2 separate regions of the Mus musculus genome follow, and region 2 is linked to region 1. A link is a contact called in public promoter capture Hi-C data. All regions are on one chromosome and are shown on one strand. Each heading gives the region's core, a stretch centred on a gene start, on an enhancer-like site or on the middle of the called end of the contact. The rest is flanking DNA. Distances are from core to core; before and after follow the strand shown. Region 1 holds the start of Myo10 (myosin X). Region 2 holds the start of Otulin (OTU deubiquitinase with linear linkage specificity).

Evidence for each region. Promoter capture Hi-C pulls out the DNA fragments that hold promoters and counts their contacts.
Region 2: a contact with region 1 is called in a promoter capture Hi-C map of liver, with 5 times the contacts expected there. The contact joins the promoter of Otulin here to the promoter of Myo10 in region 1. A contact is called at or near these places in 4 of 39 promoter capture datasets (3T3-L1-derived adipocytes, liver and pre-B cells) and 1 of 115 datasets of contacts at active chromatin or transcription factors (thymic regulatory T cells).

Annotation. Positions count from the first base shown.
Region 1 is chr15:25,617,391-25,625,102 of GRCm38.p6, reverse strand. It overlaps Myo10 (myosin X), which reads right to left and starts at 2,553. Exons shown (of 41, transcript NM_019472.2): 1 at 2,073-2,553. The coding sequence starts at 2,093.
Region 2 is chr15:27,625,671-27,633,382 of GRCm38.p6, reverse strand. Otulin (OTU deubiquitinase with linear linkage specificity) reads left to right here and starts at 2,690. Exons shown (of 7, transcript NM_001013792.2): 1 at 2,690-2,925. The coding sequence starts at 2,774.

The sequences.
Region 1 (7,712 bases), core at 1,304-3,803:
AGTTGCCCTTGGACACCATGTGATTCCAGCGCTTTCCAGTCTAACTGGATAAACCTTCTCAGGACAACTGACGGTGTTCTCAGACATTAAGGTAAAAGGCTCTATGTCAGGTGTGTGTCTCCCATCACTACATCACTGTTTAGCTTTTTCACCTGCCCCGCCGCTACGTGGAGGGCAGAATGCTGACAGCTGACTAGAAATCACTATGATAACATAAACACTAGAAATCATGATGTTAACATAAACATGCCAGCAAATTAAAAGCAATATATATATATATGTGTGTGTGTGTGTATGTGTATATATGTGTATGTATGTATATGTATATGTATATGTATATGTATATGTATATCCCAGAAATACCAGCCACCGGCATCAAAGGGGAAAGGCTAGGCCTCCAGTAACACATTCTTCAACCTTGGGCTGGTAACTTACTAATCTTTGGGTTAAGATTCTTCACTAGAAAGAGGAAAAATGAAAATAGGCAACCAGTAAAGACAACTTCACTGTTATTCCAATCACGGAGATCTCCTCACAGAGAAACACAGGTGAAAAGGAGTTTTTGGAATTACTGAATAGTCCCATAACTTAGAGGGGTTAGTGCTAGGGTTAAGTTTCCGCCACTAACACTAGGGGGCAGAGTTCTACCCAAGGGGAGACTTTGGTCTTCAGGCTTAGGGAGACTGGTGGCCCTTCAACAACCACACACAAGTTTTCTAAAAGATCACCAAGTCAAGAACTATTTTCCCTAGAGACAAAACCTCATTCTTCTTATAGATAAAAGCAACTAAAAACCCAGCCTAGCGGTAATTTACTGTTGTAGACCAACTCAAAAGTCCTGCTGCCTTCATACAGGTAGGAAACAAACACCCACGAATTTAAAAAGCCATTAAGGAGTCTCTAGTTTCTATATATTTCTGAGGTCTCTATTTTCTATATATTTCCCTTCTTTTAAGTAATGGATGGTTAATGTCTTTCCAGGATGCCTTTCAGGGTGACAGAGACAAACACTTTGGTAAAAGTCAATTCGAACATTATACAATACATCACTGTGGCCATTATAAGTAGCTGTCTGAGAGTACAGTAAGTGAACGTCAGACCTTGAAACACTATAGCCAATTAACTCTGACAAAGCAAGCTAGCCAAAGCACAGGCAAATTCTCACCACTCTGATTTGCTGGAAGATTCCAAGACTGTCCTGGATTCACAAAAACCTCACCCTGACTTTTCAGCAAAAAATCTCATCAGCCTCTCTCAAAGTCAGCTAAGTTTACTCTGAGCCACTTCAAACCTCAAAACTTAAACAGAATTTATTAAATAAACACAACCAAGAAAGGAATCGGGGCCAAGAAACCAGAGCGGCTCTCCATCCCTGGGGGAAAAGGGAACTTTCAAGTCCCGTCTCAAGTAACTGTGGTGTCCCGCCCTCAAAGACCCTAAAGCGGGCATCGGTTTCATCTTCTAAAATAACCATTGTTTGCCCTAAACAAATTTTATTTAAACTCGAATTCAAGATCTGCCAAAAAAAATGGCATTAAAAACAAGATCATTCGGTCTCGTACTCTGGAATTATCTGCAAACCCGACCTGAGCAGTACTAGTAAAGTAAGGACCCCAGACTTGAAAGCCCAATGAGGCAGGGCAAGCAGTGACCGAGGACCCAGCCGGCCGGCTCACACTTCGTTAGCCGGCTCCTCTGGAAGCCACAGGAAGCCCGCACGTTCAGCAAAGGAAGTCCCAGACCTTTCTTGGAGCAAGGCACCTCCCGGCTGCGCCTTTTACCGCGTTTCCTGCACCCGAGCCGTCCGGTCCGCAGCTCTCCCCCACCCGGCGCCCGGGGACTCACCTGGCGCGGAGTGTCAGCTAGCCACCCACGCCCGGGGACATGCGAGCGCAGGACAAACTCAAACCTGCCTAGGCTTACTCATCCGAGACTCGGGGCCGGCGGAGGGAGTGGGGTTTCAGGAGATTCCCACAAAGTTTCCCCTCCTGGGGACGCGCAGGCGCTGGGGCGCGCTCGGTGTGCCGGTCCGGGTCCCGGTCTCAGCCAGGTCCTCCCCGCCACTCACTCACCTCGGGAAAGAAGCTGTCCATTGTTCCGGCGCCCGCACCTTCCCGGCACGGCTCCAGTCGCGGAAGTCAGCGCAGCGGCAGGTCCCGGGAAGCCACGCGTGTCACGGTGCGCCTCGGGGCGACTCCAGCCCGCGGAGCCGCCGCTCTGCCATCCCCCGGTCGCTGCTGCTCCTCCGCACCTTTTGTCCGCGTCTCGGACCTCCTCTGTCCCAACCACAGCCTTTGTCTCTCCTTCCTCCAAGTTCCTCACTTCTGGGCGAAGTGCTCCCGGGAGGAGAACAGCTGGTGGCACATTCTTCCCGAGCTGGGGGAGGGCCGGCAAGGGGCTGGCGACGCGCCTGCCTCCCTTGGAGCTCCGCCGGGGGCGCTCGGTCCCAGCGGGGGTGGGGTGGACGACTTCGGATCACCAGCAAACCAACAACGGTGAGCTCTCCCGCCCCAGGCGCGGCCGGCTCTCACCAGCTCTCCGGTCTCGCTTACCCTTGTGCTCGGTCCGCCCCGCCCTCAATCCCAGCCCCCAATATATAACCACGCCTCCACGAGTAAAGCCACGCCTCCTACGGACCTGGCCCCGCCCCCAGAAACTCCTCCAACCTGCGGAGACTGAGCGTCTGCTCTCAAATATACCCAAACCCCGCCTACTCGACTCCTGGTCACGCCCATTATAGCCCCGCCCACAGCCTGCTCGGGCTTCCTACATGCCGCGCCCTCTCCCAGCTACCACCCAAACCACGCCCACCGGATGCGCGGCCCCGCCCCTCGGAGCCCTGCCCTGTGCTTTCCCTGAGAGCGGCGGGTGCGCGGAGTCCCAGCTACCGCCTAGATCCACTCTGAATCCATAGAGCAGTGTGCTTCTCCTGGGTCTTCTTGCCACCGGCCTAGGCGCTATTAGATGACTTGACTCTTCCCTCTGATCGTAGATACTAGAAAGTTACCCGGGACTGAAGAGGAGGGGCCCCACGGCGGTGAATGTTAGACACCCCAAGAACCTGCTCCACGTGGATCTCATCATTGCGACTCTATCGTGCGATCCCAGGACAGGAAGCGGAAAACAGGAATCTGAACTTTTGAAAGCTGCTTTTCCTTGTTGAGTTTCTCTGCTCCAAGTGGGTTTTTTGATAGCCACAGGGAAATGTTTTGTATACTGGAAGGGGACGTGTCCTATAGCACTTGTAACTGTAACCTCTTTTTCTGGACGTAAAGGAAGTAGAGCAGATGCGAGAGAGATGGGTAATTGCTCTCGGTTCACCAGGAGTCAGTCCTGATTCTCACCGAGACAACTCCAGCTTTATTGTGGCCAGGAATCTGGGGATCCTGTAACACGGACTGGGATTCCTAAGTCTGCTTTCCTAACAGGAGTCCAGAGGGCCCTCCAAAGCTGGTGCTTGGCCCACTGCAGAAAGAACTCCCAACAGCTCAGAAGGAGTTTCCTTCTGTAGCAGTTTAGCAAGATCAGGTCACCCAAGTACTGGATCTATGAACCCTTTGAACCAACCGGCTGGGTGTTGTCAGACTCACTCCGGAACCACACAGCTGGTCCAGCAGCAGGTTGTTAACTGGCAAGCTGGGAACAACAATGAACTGACTTGAGAAGTTCTACTTAAAGGATTTGTTAACTGCCAGCCGCTTGAGAAAGATACTTTCCAGGGCAGTCTTTCTGGAAACAGACACAGCCTTCACTATCCCAAGCTGCACCCTGCCTGGTTAGGTACCCGCTTCTTAGGTTTTTTTTTTTTTTTTTTTTTTTTTCCAGATGTTGGAAGATCAATCACATATTTGGCTTTTTCTTGATGTCCTATCCACCTGCAGTTGGGAGAGTCGAAGCTTGTGCTCAGACTGAATGAAATGGCTGAACATGTGAACCATCTTGTCATCTTTATTTGGGAATTTAAGCATTATTGAACTCCAAAGCATTACATTAGTGTTGGTGACCTTACTCCCATCTCCCCACTTTGAGGGAAGATTCAAGGTATAAACCAGTTAATGATACATGTGCTATGCCACGTGGCTGGTTTTTTCCACGGGTTTACACGAGGCTGAAGGAAGGTTAAGATGGAGCCAGAACAGATATCAAAAATGCTCAACACAACCAAAGTGCTTAGTCAAATGAGCTTTGCCACCAGCTGTGTTCAGGTAGGGCAGCTGAACAATTATGCCATTATCCCATTAATCTACACACATCTCTGCAAGAAAAATGATTTAAAGAGCTGGTTAGAGTATGTGGGTGTGAATTGGTTCCCAGCATCGGTCCTGTTCCAGACTCGTTGGGCAACCTTGGCCCCTGGCCTCTCAGAAGTCAACATCCGAGCCAATCCTAGCTCATCAGCTAAAACAGATGTGCTACGTTAACACAACACTTGGTAATAGAGAAGCCTGGAACTACCTAACTGTGTGGCCACTCTGGGCTTTCCCTTCTTTTTCTGCAGATTTAAAACTTTAAAAAAGAAACAAAACAAAACCTAAAGTCTGTTCATTTTTCCTTAGAGACAGGATCTGGAGTATCCCAGGATATTCTAGAATTCTCTGTGTAGCTTAAGGTGACTCTGAGCTTCTGATGTTCCCTGCCTCTAGGGCACTTTGGCATCCCCGAGAATAGAACCCAGAGCTTTGTGTATTCTAGGCAAGCACTTTACCAACTGAGCTAGCCCCAGCTGGTTGTTGAGCCTAAGTAGCTCAGGTCTGTCTCATACCTGAGGTCCTTCTGTCTCAGCTTTCTGAGCACTGGCATAGGCCTGAGCCCACACAGTAGGTTTGGGTTTTTTTGTTTTTAAAGTGCTGTTGTGTTTGTTTTTATAATTTAAAGGAATGATAAATAAATACACGTTAAAACAACATAGTTTATGAAAAACAACTATATGGTCCAAAATGCAAATTATAGTTAATAAAATGATATTGCTTGTGTATTTTTTTTGCTTAATAGAAAATATTGAGTTATTGTAGTTACTTCTGCATTTATTCTGATTCAACATGTTTTTGGTTGAACAATAATAATGTTCAAGAATATACTAATATTCTTTCATATAATTATGAATGTTCTTTATATGACATCAAAACAATAGAGGAGCATTCAAAGGGTTCATTTATGATAAGAAATCTGTAGCCATATGCATGCATAGATTTTAGTTGTTTTTTGGGGGGAGGCAAGGGGTTTGTTGAGACAAGATCTCTTAACTTAGCTCTAATTGTCCTGGGACCTAAGCTCACCTCAAACTCAGAGATCTAGGAGCCTCTGCCTCCCTAGTAGAGGAACTAAAGGTCTTGGGACATCATGTTTAGTCATAGATATATGTCACCTAAGAAGATATGGTTAATAAGTGTCCCTTACTTAACTCATATAGGAAAAATTGTACACCAGATCCCACATGCAGAGTCAAATTTGTGCAATTGTTTTGCTTATTTAAAAAATGTTGGGGCTGGAGAGATGGCTCGGAGGTTAGGAGCACTGGCTGCTCTTCCAGAGGTCTAGAGTTCAATTCCCAGCAACCACATAGTGGCTCATAACCATCTTTAATGAGATCTGGTACCGTCTTCTGGTCTTTAGGCAAAATGCAGGAGACTGCTGTATATATAATAAATAGATAAATCTTTTATTTTAAAAAAATGCTTAACACAGTATGCAAAGACACTAGGGCAGTGTTTTAAAAAGAGAAGCAAAACACAAACCCAACAAAAAAGCCTGGCCCTGGATCCCTGAGGTAGCATGGAGGAGGGTCTGGGAATCTGCATTTCAGTAAGCATACAGGAGGTCCATGCGGAGCTTGAGAGTCTTTGCAGAATCTGTCAGATTTTCTGTCTATGTGCACATTCTCAAGAGGTGGGAAAACAAACCTTAGCAGTAAGACTGTTTGCGGAACAAACAGCCAAGTTATTCTAAGCATTCCCAGTAGGCCATGCAAGCTCCAAGCCTTTGGGACAGCATCGGATCCCTGAGAGGCTCTTAAACTCACAAGGTCTTTGACAAGACTGACCGAGAAAGGGAGACACTTTAAATCAATAGATTTCTAAGAATATCTACTCTTGGTACTTTTTTAGGGGGAATGGTTGGTTGGGTTTTAATCTGAGTTGTTAAATACTTCCCCTTGAGGCTGTGCTACTGACTGGACAAAGCTAAAGGTCAAACCTTGCCCACGTCAAGTGGCAAAGTCACAAGAACCTTGTGCTAAGTCTGAGCGGGGACATTGTTTGAGCCAAGGTATGTTCTCGGCTCTCCTACGTATAATTCAAAGGTGTATATTATATCTGGCTAATAAGCTACCACATTTGTAAAATGAAAGACCTCAAAGGCCAAGGTGAAGCTTTCTTTCTTACTGGCAAACATTATTCCACAACTGGAAAAAGAATTCTGTTCCTGGGGCTGGAGAGATGGCTCAGCGGTTAAGAGCACTGACTGTTCTTCCTAGAGGTCCTGCGTTCAATTCCCAGCAACCACATGATGACTCCCAACCACCTGTAATGGGATACGATGCCCTCTTCTGGTGTGTCTGAAGAGAGCTACAGTGTACTCACATACATAAAAATATACTTACACTCATAAAATAAATAAATCTTTAAAAAAAAAAAAGAATTCCGTTCCTATCAACTGGATCACTTTCTCCACCTCAAGCTGTATATGTCTCTGGGTGCGTTGGATAATATAATTGTACCCTGTTCGTTTTCCTCCACGTGTTTGTTTGCTTTCAATTGAGATGTGTTGTCTTAATTTCCTTTATAAATCCAAGTGGAGTCCTCTGTGGTTGTTAACTCTCTTGCTGCTGATGCTTATCTTGCTGTGAGTGCAGGTGGACTGTTTCTCACTATCTTTGTTTTTATTAAATACCCAGCGTTTAATTGCTTCACTGTAATGCTTTAATTACTAGTTAGAGAAAGGGAAAGTTCTGGAGGGTTTTTTCACACAAATTAGAAGTTAATAACTGACACAATTTAAGACTCCTTTCATGCTTTACTTAATAGTAGGCCATCCTTTAGGTTCATCCACAGACTTGGGTGGTAAATTTTTTTTCAATGTTTTTTGTCGTCTTGAAAAAGAAATGAAAATTAAGAAGATTTGTAACTTTTTAATTTTCTTTATGTGCATGGGTATTTTGCCTGCATGTATATGTCTGTGCACCATGCGTGTGTCTGGTGCCTGTGGATTTCATTTTCATGCCTGGCCTAGTTTTGTTACATATAATATATCATATAATAATCTCGGAAAGCGTGTATGGTTTTCTCCTCGATTTCTTTGTGTCTATGTACCTCCTCTTTCTCTCATTACTTTAAAATGGCTGCAGGCTGACTTTCCAAAATCTATCCTTTTTCACCTCTGGGGTCATTTAAGTTGTATGTTTCCAAGCATCTAGCTCTCACGTGCTTCTTTCTTGAACTTTCAATCTTTCCCACTCTTTCCCCCAAAGCCAATAAATATAGTTGTGTCTTCCCGGAAAACATTTGTTCCTTAACCTGGTTATTCCCTGACCCATTGGATCATTTCTCTTCAGATTCCTTGCTATGGTTTGGTTATGGTTAGTTCTTCCCAAAGGTCCGTCTGTTGGAGGCTTGTTCCATATGCAATAGCACTGAAAACTGGTAGAACCTGGGGATGTAGCCTCCACTGATAAAATTCTTGCTGAGCACATATGCAGTCCAGGGTTTGAGCACCAG
Region 2 (7,712 bases), core at 1,441-3,940, 2.0 Mb before region 1:
CCAGATGGAGAAGCACACAAACAAGCCATGGGTAGGCCAACTGCCCTGATCAGCTGACCTTCTCATGCTTCACCCTAGTAAAGCCTTACTAAGAAAGGCCTTGGTCACAACCTTTCTTAGGATTCTCCTGCTACACACACACACACACACACACACACACACACACACACACACACCCCTCACTCCTTTCTAATCTCCACCCTTAAATTCATTCTTCGAGTTTTCTGGAAACTCCTTGACTTGGGTGCCTGTTGGTTTTCTAGGATTTTAGCCCCCTGAAGTTATGGAGTGCTGAATTTAAAGACATCCTTCACTTTCTTCCCATTTCACTCCTTCCTGCCTATTATCACCAAATGTGATGGATACATATGAGATTCTGTGGGTGTGAAATGTGAATGTGGAAACTGCTAAGGGCTAAATTACAACTCAGAGCCCAAGAGCTAACGTAGTTCCATCTGGGCAATAAAGCTTATTTCTGAATTCTTATTTTGAATTCAGGCTCTTTACCTGTTAGACTCGTTGCAAACATATTTAGTGTGGTAAAATTTTAGATATCTTCATCTTGAGCCTTGTATTAATTTCCTCAGACTATTGTAACAAAAAACAACAAATCAGAGGGCAAACAACAGAAAGTTAAAGTTTTGGAAGCTGAAAGTGTGCTGTGAGATTGCTGGCAGGGTTAAGCTTTAGCCAAAGAGTCTTTGGATAGCCTTTGTTTGCTTTATCTTAGCTTCTGGTAAGTTCCATCATTCCTTAGGTTTTAGCTGCGTTCCTTCAATCTCTGTCTTCTTCCCCACATGGCTTTATTCCCTCTGCTGTTTATCTGTCTGTGTGGTCAGTCTCTCCTCTCAAAACACCAATCAATAGCTTTACAGGACACCCCAATCCAACATGACATCACCTTACTAATCTCATAGACAGAGATTCTTCCCCCATCCCCCGGCCCCCCGAAGTCAGATTGGGATGTTCCAGATGGACGTGAACTGGGTGATGACCTACTACAATCCTTCCTCCTTAAGTTCCTCAACCAGTTTGCTTACCATTTTATGCTTTGAATTTTCAGCAGGTGTGTTTCTTACTTTTTAAAGAAAAAAAAAAAAAAGGAAAAGAACACCTCAGAGTTATTTGTCTCAAGACAAACGTTCTTTCTTTCTTTCTTTCTTTCTTTCTTTCTTTCTTTCTTTCTCTTGTTTTTGTTTTTGTTTTGTTTTGTTTTGTTTTGTTTTTTTGAGGCAGGGTTTCTCTGTGTAGCCCTGGCTGTCCTGAAACTCACTTTGTAGACCATGCTGGCCTCGAACTCAGAAATTCGCCTGCCTCTGCCTCCCAAGTGGTGGGATTAAAGGCGTGCACCATCTCACCCAGCACAAATGTTCTTTCTATAGTTTATCCTCTTATGTTCCCACCTCCCCGAGTTTATCTTTACAGGTTCTTTACAAAGAACATAGCCCTCCCCTGAAAGAAAGTAAGATAGTTTAGTCTGGAGCCAAGGAAATATGAGGCACAATGGTCCAGGAACACAGATTTGACTTATTCCAAATAGTCTCCATATGCTCCAGCCTAATGGCTTCCTTGCTTTTTTGTTTGTTTGTTTGTTTTTTTAAATAGTAACAGAACAAATCAAACATTAAGTCAAAGGTCTTTCTAAAACGCATCAGGTAGATGGTAGAAATGTTTGTTAAATGTTTGTTATGTGATCTGATGTTATTCTGGCCGTAAGTCTGTAGATCCCAATGATTTACCTAAAAGCTATAATGAGGTTGGCAATAAATGGCTATTAAGGAGAACTGAAGATCGCCCAAGACTGTGCAGCTTACTCCTAATCGGTAATATTCTAGCTCTCCATAATCAAGGACGTTTTAATCACCCAATCAGCCTTGGGGATGTTTAACACTAGTGTGCTCCCCTCACCTCTGAACATCAGTTTAGTCCTATGCTTTAATATTTAACTGCAGGCAAAAATGATCTTTCATAAATGGCCTTATAGAGAGAACACGGAAAAGACGAAGCTCAAGCTTATCAATCTAAACTTGGCTTTTTATGATCTGACTTCCAATCTTACTTTTCGGTTCTGCCCCTGAACCTATCTGCAGGCTTCCGAAATGTCCCTGCCTCGCTATTGCTCCATACTCGGGTTCTGCCTCAAGGCTGGAGCCATGCCTACTAACTCACCCACTCTCCCCGGCTTCTGCGCCTCCACGGTCATACCTTGGAAATCTGTTAATGTCAGCCCTTTACTCTTACTCTTAAATCGATCACATGAAGCAATCTAATTCAAGATGGCACAGAATGTTGTGCTTGCTCAACTACGACCCCACAGCCGAGGTCAAGGCCACGTGGGCTCCAGAGGCCGCGCTGGCACTGAGGAACGGTGCCAGCAGAACTTTTAGGGGACCAAGGATGAAGTTCTGTACCGAGGTAAGTACTACCCGGCATCCTAACTCTCTCAACTCCACACCGCCCAGCCGCGTGTCCTGCCCAGCCTCCAACATCCCCCAACACCACCTACTGAGCCCGGACATGCGCAGTGGGCACACGGCGCGGGCCGCTCCAGGCTCCGCGGCTCAAATCCGCTCTGCGCAGGCGTCCTCCCTCCATTCCCAGCCCCGCCCGTTCCAGGTCCCCTAGCCTCTCGCCACGCCCCCTTGCTGCAGGTCAAAGGTCGCGGGGCGGGCCACAGTGACGCTTACGGAAGCGCTCTGCGGACCTCGCGGGGTGCGGGGCAGCGCAGCCACGGCTCCGGACGGCGGGACGGCAGGGCCCGGCGTGGCCGCGGATGAGTCGGGGAACCATGCCCCAGCCCGGAGCGTGGCCCGGTGCAAGCTGCGCCGAGACGCCGGCGCGCGAGGCCGGGGCCGCGGCGCGGGACGGCGGGAAGGTGACGGCCGGCGCGCAGCCCCGGGCCGCGACGCGATGCCCGGCCGAGCAGTGAGTGAGCGGGGCGGGCGTGGGAGCGGGCGCGGGCGCGGGGCTGCGTGGGTTCCCTCGGTTTCAGGTCGGCTACCCAGACCGAGCAGTAGAGAGTCGGGAGTGTGGACCCTGTCACAGCTCGGTCACCCAGGCCGCCACACTCCCGCTTTGACAACTGTCCAATCCTGAAGTTAGGGAAAGCGCTAGGAATTTGGGAAAGAAATCCAGAGAGGCCCCTTTAATGATCCACTGACTCCCTGTAGCTCTTTTCCCCTAACCTAGCTCGGAGGAAGTGAGTTCGCCCCAGTAACAGCCACAGAATTGTCCTGCGATGTCACCACTTGAAGAGTTTCCCACCTGTTGGACAGACTTTGGCCACAGGCTGGCCCTCTCCGTTTTACCCCGTCAGACCCTGGCTAGGTATTCCTACCACTCTTTGCTTTTACACACACACACACACACACACACACACACAGGCACACAGTTTTAGAGCAGTTCCTTATTGACTGTGAAGAAAAACAGTAAGTTAGAAGCGATTTCACTGTGCAGGGTTTGGAGGTGTCTACTGAGTTCGTGGCACAGTTCTAGATGTCTTTGGACTTAGAAAATCAAAAGCTCCGACAGTCAGTTTTCTTATGATCCAAAAGTTAAAGCATAAGGTGTGTCTAGATGGACCTTTAGAGCTCTTTCAATTTCCTAAGAAGGGGTCTTTTGAAGCCTTGTTAAGGAAGACGGGATATAATAGCAGCTCAGTTGTGAGGTGCTTTGCGGTGGGCTTTGACCGCTTTCGTTTATTGAGCGCCCGAGTGTGATGGTAATTATTCCTGTAATGAGCTAGTGGTAACAGGAAAGGTATAGAGTGGGAAGCCTTAACCTTCTCTAAGAGCTAGGCTGCCAATTAGCGTTAGTGACATTGTCTGTTAGCTTTGGGACTTGGGGAGCTTTTAGCTCTTTATTTGGGTCAGCATTATCTAAGCTTCAGCCATAGTTGCTGTAGTCAATGAATCTAGATAGCCTGGTTTTTTTAAATGAAATGTCCTGATTCTTAAGTAGGGACACTTATTTTTCTTTCTATTGAGCTCCTTTATATTACAGGGCCATGTTTGAGTTGGTCTAGTCTGTGGTTGCCAGGTTGAAACTGTCTAGGTTAGAGATGTCTCTTTCCTCTGCTCTTCCTCTGCTTCCTGACGGCTCTGCCTTTCAGCCTGCTTTCCTAGTCCATTCCTTTCCTGGATGCCCAGCCTTTTAAGCCCTGCACCTCAGTCTTACCCTAGCAGTTTCACATGCCTTGAAAGATACCTGAGCCTTTGAGGCCAGAACCACATTCTCCAACGTACACACAGTTGTTTGGAAGGTTTTCTGGTGTGGTGGTTCTCACGAACACCTTGGGGAACGGACCTCAAAGGGAAGGAGTCTTCACACTGCTGTTAGTCTTAAAGCTGAAACCTGGGTTTGTCATCTCACTCTTGAGGAAACAGGTGCGGATTGTGTTGTTAGGCAGGGAGAAACAGGTAGGAGATTTTAAGACCATGGTTCTTGACACCTCCCCCCCCCCCCCCAACTCCCTACCCCTTACCCCCTTCTTCTTGACCTCCTCAGCAACACTGGACAGAGAGGCATGGCTTATAACCACGCCTATGTTTGTAATTTGAATGTTATTAGCTGTTTCTTTTTTTCCTTACTGCCTGTGTTGGCTTTAATTGACCCATTTTCTCTTGACTCTTCAGGTGTGGAAATGAGGCTAGTGTATAGTGTAACTCACAAGTATTACTGGTTAATACACCACACTGCTAGACCATTTTGCCTTTCTGACTCAGCCTTACATGAGTAGTGGATTGGGCTCTTTCTCTCTGTGGGGCTTTTCTAGGGTCCCGTATCAGAGAAACAGTAAATAGTTGACAGTGTAATATGTGCGTATGTGATATAAGCCGCTTAATAGTTTGGCTATAAATTTAATGCTGTTAAGAATGTGCGTTTAAATCTGTGTTAGGCTCAGGGGTCAGACCTCTCCACTCAGAGTTATTGAAAATATTTTTACCTTAAAATAGGGACCATGGTGAGATTGGATATGATTTGAGATATGCTATAGCGTTATTTTTACTACATTTGAGGGAGATTGGTTATGAGTGTAAGTCCTAGGCAGCCTACAGGTGAATTATGAACTTGGGGTTTGGCTCTAGTAGCTCAGCTGTTCTGATTTCTTTTTAATAAGCTCACCGCATTTCACAGGGGAAAGGACTGGGGAAGAGGGACACCCAAACCACATGTATACACTGCCTCCTGCACAAGCCCCAAGGGATGGTCACTGTAAAGCTGGGAGTCCCATTTGAAGAGGCCTGACATTAGACCAGAGTAACTGACCTTGTGCAGGTTCCCCGGCTGCTCACATCACAGGCCTCCTTTGCTCCATCTTCCCTTCCCTTCATCCTTTCATGTGGGGAACCCTTAGACAGTCATACCACGCTATCCTCCTCAAGGGCGTGACCAAACCGGAAGTGGTTAGGGAAGTCACAGACTACCCCGTGCGCCTTCTCAGTCTACTTGAGGATGGGACTGGGGTTTACTCTGAGATTGATGCTGGGTATGCTCTTGTATGGAGGCATACCAGTCGTCTGGGAAGCCCGATGAAATTGAGTGCAAACTTGTGTTTCTAAGCTAAGGTATTCTTCAAGGGTCTGCGAGCACACTCCTCTATGTGTTAGGCTGTTTGCAGGGATTGTCAACCCTCGTTTATGCTGTTTTCTGTCCTTGCCCAGCCTAGCTTCCAGAGTGGGGTAAGAAGGCGTGTAGCTGTGGGGATGTAGTGGACTCCCTCTCCTTTCCTCACGCAAGGAAGACCCCGCTTGAGGAGTCACCCAGGATGTTTCCAGACCTCCTTGTTGCAGGCAGCTGTGTTGTCCTTATGCGCTTCTGGAAGTCACATGGAGCAGGATGAGCTGACATGGAAAGTCCACTTGCAGAAGTGGGTGGAATTTTGGCCTAGGTGCTGGTACTTTCCTGTATGTGTTCTGTTGTTTATCCTCTCTGCAGTCACCAGACTAGACAAAGGCTAGGCCTAGTGGTCTTTACGTTTCTGGGTCTGGGTAGGAAGATGTGTGGTGTCACATTGGTTGACTCCACCTTACCAATACTGCAGAGAGGGCTGGAAAAATGGCTAGTGGTTAAGAGTCCTTGCCGCCCTTGTGTAGGACCTGGTTTAGGCTCTCACTCAGCACTTACAGTTACCACCCGTAACTCCAGTACCAGAGGATCCCGCCCCCTCTTCTGGCCTCAGGATCTAGGCACACGAATGGCATACAGATATGCATTCAGGGAAGCAGTCATGCACATAAAGTAGTAAATACCAAAATAAATGCTGCTTTTTAATAACAAGAAAACAGTAGTGTTTGTAAGCTGTGCATAGACGTTAGAATTGGTTGTTTTCATTTCATGTCTTGAATCAGAAATTGAAAATATGGCTTCATAGAAATCTGTTTCACTGACCTCTGCCTTTAATTTTACAGTTTTCTTGGAAATAGTATAATTTTGTTTGCACTAGTAAGCATTTGCAAACAAGTCTTAGCTGGATTTAGTACTTCTTTCCTGTAATGCCAGCACTCCAAAGGCAGAGTTGGAGAAGGATCAGGAGTTCAAGGCTGGCCTAGCTCAATCTCCCTCCCACAACACACAGACACACACACATACACACACACACACACACACACACACACACTCTTACCTTTAAAATTTGTTGATATGGAAATCTGTGAGCAAAGGAAGAGGTACTAGTTATAATTTAGCATGTACTGGAGCTTACTCAGTTTGGCATGTTGGATTCAGAATAGAGTAGTCTAGCTCATGAGAAAATGGGTAAATAGTATTTATTGGGAACTTGAAAACAGATCCTTTCAAATAATGCCAGGATGCGAAACTAGGAAATTTCTAGTTAGGAGTTATTATCATTTTGGTTTAAAATTTAACTGTACAGTTGAAGTGTAACTAGCATGTCTGGACATGGAGTCATTTCTCACCCTACTGTTTTTTGGCTGTCATGGTTTAGGAGAGAAGTCTTTGCTGTGGTGATCATCTGAGTCTGAGGTCCTTCCCAGAGTGGACATGTCTTTCCCAGTAAAAGTTGCCATTCTTTCAGCTCTGTCAGCATTGATGACTTTATCTTAATATTGCCCCCTTCCTTGCATTGTTTCATTATCTTTCCCTCCCATTACAAAAGAGCTCAGCCCTCCACCAGCTCCACATTCCCAGCGTGGCCAACGCCGCTTTGCAGTTGTTGGCGGCACAGCATTTGTCAGTTCAAGACAGTAGAGCAAAGCAAACCTGCACTTCAGCCCCAAGACACAAGTTCAGTGAAGCCATTGTCGTTTTTTACTTTCCAGTGGGTGAGAGCCAGAGGCTGGGGCATGCTAGCCACGTGCTCCGTCCCTAGGGTTCTCTACGCATAGTTTTTCCCCTGTTCCTTTCTGGTTTCCTTAGGTGGATGCACAGTTCATCCTGGCTCTCACATGCTTTCCTTTCTGACTGTGTGGATCTCCATGACTTAAAGGTGGCCATCTGTTCTCCCAGGACGCACAGCTTTGGGCTCAAATTCGAAGTCTCACATTGCGGCTCACCTTTGGTGGCCAGTGACATTAACAAAATACTGGTGCAAGGATCTGGGTGAAATGTATGGTTGCCGAAGTGATGGCTTCTGCTCGGCTCCTCTTGTGAGAACCGCGTCCTGAGTCACTGCTCTTCCTGCCCGCCCACCGAGTCGGTGCTGCTCTGTCTTGCTGTGCACGCAGCTCTCCTGCCTGTTCTGCTCTTCCCTT